Linked DNA regions of Mus musculus: region 1 is linked to region 2. The links are chromatin contacts, called in public promoter capture Hi-C maps. All regions are on one chromosome and are shown on one strand. The core of a region is the stretch at or near the end of the contact, and the rest is flanking DNA. Distances in the headings are between cores, read along the strand shown.

The links. Promoter capture Hi-C pulls out the DNA fragments that hold promoters and counts their contacts.
Region 1: a promoter capture Hi-C map of pre-B cells shows a contact between it and region 2, with 4 times the contacts expected there. The contact joins the promoter of Ruvbl1 here to the promoter of Aak1 in region 2. A contact is called at or near these places in 3 of 39 promoter capture datasets (liver, neutrophils and pre-B cells).

Annotation. Positions count from the first base shown.
Region 1 is chr6:88,463,749-88,466,823 of GRCm38.p6, reverse strand. It overlaps Ruvbl1 (RuvB-like protein 1), which reads right to left and starts at 1,415. Exons shown (of 11, transcript NM_019685.3): 1 at 1,156-1,415. The coding sequence starts at 1,296.
Region 2 is chr6:86,848,011-86,851,394 of GRCm38.p6, reverse strand. Aak1 (AP2 associated kinase 1) reads right to left here and starts at 1,890. Exons shown (of 16, transcript NM_001378654.1): 1 at 1,180-1,890. The coding sequence starts at 1,342. It overlaps 2610306M01Rik (RIKEN cDNA 2610306M01 gene), which reads left to right and starts at 1,955. Exons shown (of 1, transcript NR_028298.1): 1 at 1,955-2,988.

The sequences.
Region 1 (3,075 bases), core at 166-2,665, 1.6 Mb before region 2:
GTGAGATGGTTCAGTGGGTGAAAAGCACTTGTAGTGTAAACCTGAGGACCTGAGTTCAATCCCTGGATCCCACAGTGGAAGGAAAGAACCTCTGACCTCTACCAGAGCACCATGGCAGTCACATGACTGCACTGCATTTGCGCACATTTTGTCAAACAGGAAAAGAAACAAAGAAATATCAGCTAAGGAAGCCAGGTGTAATGGCCCACACCTTTAATCTTAGCACTCAGGAGGCAGAGGCAGTCGGATCCCTGTGAACTCAAGGCCAGTCTGGTCTACAGAGTCCCAGGACAGCCAGAGCTACATAGTGAGACTGTCGTGAAAACAAACAAAAATAAATACCGGCTAACATTCAAAGAATAGGAAGGATAAGATATGGAGTACCAGAGGCTGCTGGTGTGGGTGCAGATGCAGGTCTAGAGCAGCCTCTGAAGTCACATACACAGAAATGTCACATGGACAGAAATGAAATAAGAAACAATAGACTCAAAGCTGCCTGGCCAATAGAAAGCATTAAACTGCTACTACCTGCTTGCAAGAAAAGATGCAAGCATGCTAGGGTCAAACATTTCCCTTTTTGGATAGATGATGCTCTTTGCTGCTGGCACTTTCTGTGTGCAAGAGGCTGAGAAAGCAGTCTTCACCACATGTAAAAAAGCAAGTTTTTGTAGACACTGAACCTCTGCAGAGTTCAGAGTGGAGGAGGCTGAAGAAATGGGAAGAATACTGATTTGATGGGGGTTAGGGGGAGGGAGATACCAGCCTCATTACTGCTAAACTGGCAGGTGGTTAAGCGGCCTAACCCACCTTTAACTTCTTCATGTGCAAAACAGAACCGATAGAAAGACCTGGCATGACTTTAGGAAGACTGACCTGGAAAAGCTGGAGTGCTTGGATGGGGAATAGATCAGACAGTCCTCACCGCTCCACTTAACAGATCAGCTCCCAGGCCCAAAGAACCCATATCAACTCTGAAAACGTAGTCAATTCTATACTTAACCGCACAGCCTTCCACTGCGTTTCCGGTGAGGTCTAATTTGCGTGCCGTGACCCGCAAAGGATGCAGCCTTTGCTCGCTAGTGTGATCCTTACTTCTTAGATCTTAGTGGATCCTGGTCCCGCCGCCCACACCTCGCGCACAAGCCCCACGCCCACCTCTCTCGCGTTCTCCTGGCCCACGAGACCCGAAGCCGCCTGCTTGGCTAGGCCGCTCTCGTCCAGCCCCAGACCCTTCACGTGGCTGTGGGAGGCGATGCGCTGCGTCTTCGTGGTGCTCTTCACCTCCTCAATCTTCATTTTGCCGAGTGTCTAGGAACACAACCTGCGTGGAGTGGTAGGAACTACCGCACGCCAGGCGCCTGGGTTACCACGCGGCCGTTACTAGGCCGCTCTCCTGGACCCGCCCCTATCAATATGTCATTGGGGGAGGCGAGAAGGCTTCGCTTTCTATTGGCTAAAAGCTACGCTGGTCACGGCTGCTGAGTTTCGCCCAGTAACTTCCGTCTGTGTCACAGGATAAGTTCCCCCAGGGCAAACATTTCCTGCCCTGGCCACATTTGACTGAGAACTGCTTAAGTACTTAAGCACTATTAATGTGAATGACAGGTTTTTAATTATAAATGCCTCTTTTAATGCCTATTTTTTTTCTTTAGAATAACATATTTGTGCCAGGGTGAGTTAACTTCTTCACTGACAGATGTTAAATCTTTTCCAGGTGCTTGGATGTCCTGAGAGAATCATCAGCAAAGCAGCTGCCCAAACTTCTCCAGTGCTCACCGAATTATTTAGACACCCAGAGAATGCCCCACTGCTCCCATTTTTTTTTTTCCAGAATACACTAGATCCTGAAGGCACTATTCCAGCCAAAACTTTTCAAACACTTCATGCCATAATTCTGGTCATCATATGCCCAATAAGAACCTTAAAGAAACTCGGCGGTGGTGGCGCACGCCTTTAATCCCAGCACTCGGGAGGCAGAGGCAGGCAGATTTCTGAGTTCGAGGCCAGCCTGGTCTACAGAGTGAGTTCCAGGACAGCCAGGGCTATACAGAGAAACCCTGTCTCGGAAAAAAAAAAAAAAAAACAAACAAACAAACAAACAAAAAAAAAAAAAAACCCTTAAAGGAAAAAAAGGAAGGAAGGAAAAGAGAAGATGTGTTTGTGTAGCCTTGCCTGGCCTAAAACTCCAGGGCCCCCACCTGTCTCTGCCTCCTGAGTTGCTGGCATTAAAGGTGCTACCACCATACTCTGACCAGATATTTTCATCAGTCTGGAGTGGGTGCAAGTCTCCAGGTAGGTGAACAAAAGCTGCCTGTGAATGGTGAAACTATGGTCCTTCATTTGAATAATCAACGGCTCTGATATTGGTGCAAATATGGTAGTTTGTTTTCACAATCCACCTTGCCATAGTCCAAATTTAATGCTTCATTTTCAAGAAGGGCTATACTAAGGACGGCAAACACTCTTGCTTACTCTCTCAACATTCTGGCTCTCTAAGCAGGTGTCCCTCACTTTTTTTTTCTCGAGACAGTGTTTCTCTGTATAGCCCTGGGTGTCCTGGAACTCACTCTGTAGACCAGACTGGCCTCAAACTCAGAAATCCACCTGCCTCTGCCTCCTGTGTCCCTCACTTTCCTCACTTTTAAGTCAGCCAGGAGACACCTTCCTGTGCTGTGCAATGTGTAGCTGTGGTGCAACTTTAGGCCCATTGTTTGATTTCTCAGTCTTTCCACCTATATTAATAGTATTGTGGGCTGAGCCGGTAATATGAAGAAGACAAGCCTAGAGACTGTAGCAGTGAAGACTGTGATGAAAGGCAGCTAGAGAGTTCTAGAGTAAAATAAAGACAGAGTAAAAATAGAGAGTTTCTAGACTGGAAGCAGAAATGGCATGTGACTGGCAGCAGAGAAGCCAGAGGCAGGGATTGCTAGACAAGTTCCAAGGAGTGCCAAGTCTTTTTAAATTTTTTAAATTTATTTTTATTTTTATTTTTGGTTTTTCAAGACAGGATTTCTCTGTGTAGCCCTGGCTGTCCTGGAACTCACGCTGTAGACCAGGCTGGCCTCGAACTCAGAA
Region 2 (3,384 bases), core at 641-3,140:
ATCCAGTACTTACACAAACTAAGTCTAACACAGCTTTGGCCTCTTCCCACCCACCCGTCCACCACCCTACAAGACTCACCATGACAGGCAGTTCCTAGGCCCAGGTAGAGGTCCTTCCTTCAACCTCAGCTTGCAAAAGCCTCCTTTTCGAAGGGGCTGCTTAGCTCTCATTCCTCCTTCCCTCGCTGATAGACTAGCCTCTACCACCATGCTGCCTTCACTGAGGCCTCCCCCAGACCCAAGCCTTGGCAGGCTGTAACGCAACCTACAGCAGACTGGTCCTATCCAATTAGTTTAAATTGCTTCATGCCAAGGAAATTGCTGCTTTTATTAAAAATAAAAGCACAGTAAGCAGGCAATGAGCTGTGAAAAGTATCAGTCTGGCATAATTACGAAGGTCGAGGTTAAGGTTACCCAAGAAACACTCAAGATTTTCCCTAAAGCCTGGGGCAGAAAAATATGTATCTGCAGGAGCACAGATAGACCAACGAGCACACACCGAGAGAAACCACACAGCATCCTCTCCAACTGAGAGAACACTAAACCAGAGCCAATCCTAAGTCATTCTTAATAGAAACTAAAAGGAGAAAAGAGGCCTAGGCGTCTGAGTTCAAAACCATCTCATTCGCTTATGATTTTATCTTAGCCACATCCTGGGGACCTCACTGCAGTTGGGTAAAGAAACAAACCTAACCAAAACACCAAAAAATGCATTCCTGTCCCCAGAGAAATCCTCTTTGGCTACCTACTTAAAGAAATAGGAAAGTTAGGTGGGAGAAGCCCCCCTCTCCTTTAAGATCTCTCCCCATCCCCACCCTTCAGCCTCCGCATCAGAATTTAAAGTTTCAGGGAAATGGCAAGACCACCACCCTGCATTTCACTTATACTTCACACATAGGATCCGAATAATTCGGTCAAAGGAAGAGATTTCTCCACGCGCTCCCCCCACCCACCCAAATGAAAGGCCACTGAGGTAAACTATTTGGGCAATACTGCCCCCCCAAGCCCTGTCAATTCCCAGTCTGAGTTTTAATTCTCTCAAGGACAATGACTCGCAAGGAAAGTGCAGAGGGGGAAGGGAGGGTCAGTTGGTCAAAACCCATTCATACAACTAGAAACCAGAGTCTTGCCACATCAGCACACGAGATTAATTCACCGCGCACTGGCTTCCCAACATACCTTCCGCCAACACCTCGTCCACGGTGACCTGCTGCCTCCCGATGCCGAAGACCCTTCCGATGTAACCACTGCCCAGGCCTGAGCTGCTGCCCCCTCCTCCGCTGGAGCCTGAACCCAGGCCAGAGCTCCCCTGCTCCCGCCTGGAGTCGAAAAACTTCTTCATCTTTCCAATATGAAATGCCAAGGCAAAATGCCGATGGTTTCTAGGTTCGTATTTGTTGTAAAGAAAAGAGATCTAAGGATTTCTTCTCCGGTTTCAGCCCTGAGCAGAGCCCCGGGAATCCGGCCGTGGGGTGGGGGCTGAGGGACGGCGCCTGCAGGAATAGACTGTCAATCGCGCGGCGGGTCCCCTCCTCCTCGGGGAGCGATCGTTTAAGTTTAAACCTGCGATGACAGAGGCAGAGAGAGGATGAATCAGTAACACACTCCAGAGCCTAACTGCCGGGTCCTAGGGAAAGCACAGGCCGTCATCCAGAGGAAACGCTGCGTGCATTTTCTTCGGGAAAGCCCTGGAAACGCACCGGACCCCTGCCCGGACCCCCGCCCCGGGCCCCGGACACCCACTAGCGGCCGCTCGGCGGCGAGCCCAGCTACCAGCCCCGCGACATGGCCACGGCCGCCGGCCTGCGACACGAAGGAGGCGGCGCTGCCGCAGAGCCGGGGCCGCTTCGGCGCCCGCCCGCCCGCCAGCTGATCCCCGAGCGCCGCGCTGAGGCCGCCCCTCCCCCGCGCGCGCGCCCGTCGGCTCCGACCACCCACCCGGAAGTGACCTGCCACCGGAAGTGCTTCTCAGGGCCGCACAGCCCCTTCTCAGGGGCCGTCTCAGGTGCACCAGCTATAGCTACAGAGCGAAAGAAACCGATGGCAAGAAGGGAACCAGAGCAGTGGAACTCGGGACAGAGACACTTGGAAGAGAGCGTTGCCGTAGTCCTGCCGCTGAGCACCCTGGGAAGAGTAGTTCGGGGTAATCTGGCATCTGGACTACAATTCCCAAGATGCCCCGGGAGCGAGCGCACCTTCGGACGCCGTCTCCAGGGACTGGAGATGATAGTGGAGTGGTGCAGAAGTGAGGCTTCGGGTATTTAAGTACATCTGCTAAAGTCACCAGAGACTAGTTTTCCAGCTGCACGTCCCACTCTCTGTAGCCATTTTATCTATGGCTTGGCCTCATGGACAGAGGCACTCTGGGAATTGTGGTTTCACAGGAGTCCGGACTGACACCTGAAGGACGCGGTTTAGCTGCCTCGCCCCAGTTGGGTTTGGGAGTTCCCCGACGTCATGGGAGCGGAGGTACTGAAGGCTTGGGGGCTGGGGAGAAGTGGGTATGATGCCAGCAGGGAGCCGAGCGGAATCTCGGTGCTGAAGGAAACAAAGCAGGTGTCTTCCGGTCCCCGACCACGATGAGAACTGAGAAGCCTGAGGGTCGAAGAAGGAACTGCGGGAGATCCAGTACACGGAGCATCTAGGGACCAGGCTACATCCATCCTTGGGCTCCACCCCAAACCATGGCCCTCTGCCGACCCAGATTTGCCTGGTCCTTACCAGATATATTCACGCCTTTAAAGGGAACTTTAGACACACCTACTGCTTTCTCTTCAGAATCTTTCGCAAGAAGATGCTGTGTTTACTAAGGATCGCTTGGGTGCGGATAGAGTACAGGGCTGTGTGATTGGCACCTGTCAAATGCTAAGGATTTGGAAAGGAATTGAGATCTCTCCTCCTAGATTGCTTCACAGAAGATGTTGTTGTCGTGCCAAATCCCTGCCTCCCCTGCCCTCTCCCCCAAGAAATACATGGTTTTTTCTCTTTTTTGAGTATAGGTTATTTTTCCACCAGCTCCCCACACTTCTTAAAGATGCAACTACCCTCTTGCAGTTCATCCCAGAATTTCTACTTCAGGCACTTGAGGAAGATCTAGAAGGGGGCCCCCAGGAAATAAAAAAAGATGGGTCTTGCTGGGCAGTGGTGGCTCACGTCTTTAATCCCAGCACTTGGGAGGCAGAAGCAGGCAGATTTCTGATTTCGAGGACAACCTGGGTTACAGAATGAGTTCCAGGGCAGCCAGGGCTATGCAGAGAAACCCTGTCTTGAAAAATAGAACAAAAAAAGATGGCTCTTGGTTAATCTGAATATTGAGTCCGGCTGTGCTGGCGGTGGCTATTGCGGTTTCTTATTTCATGTGGTACCATAGTCATATAACTCTCC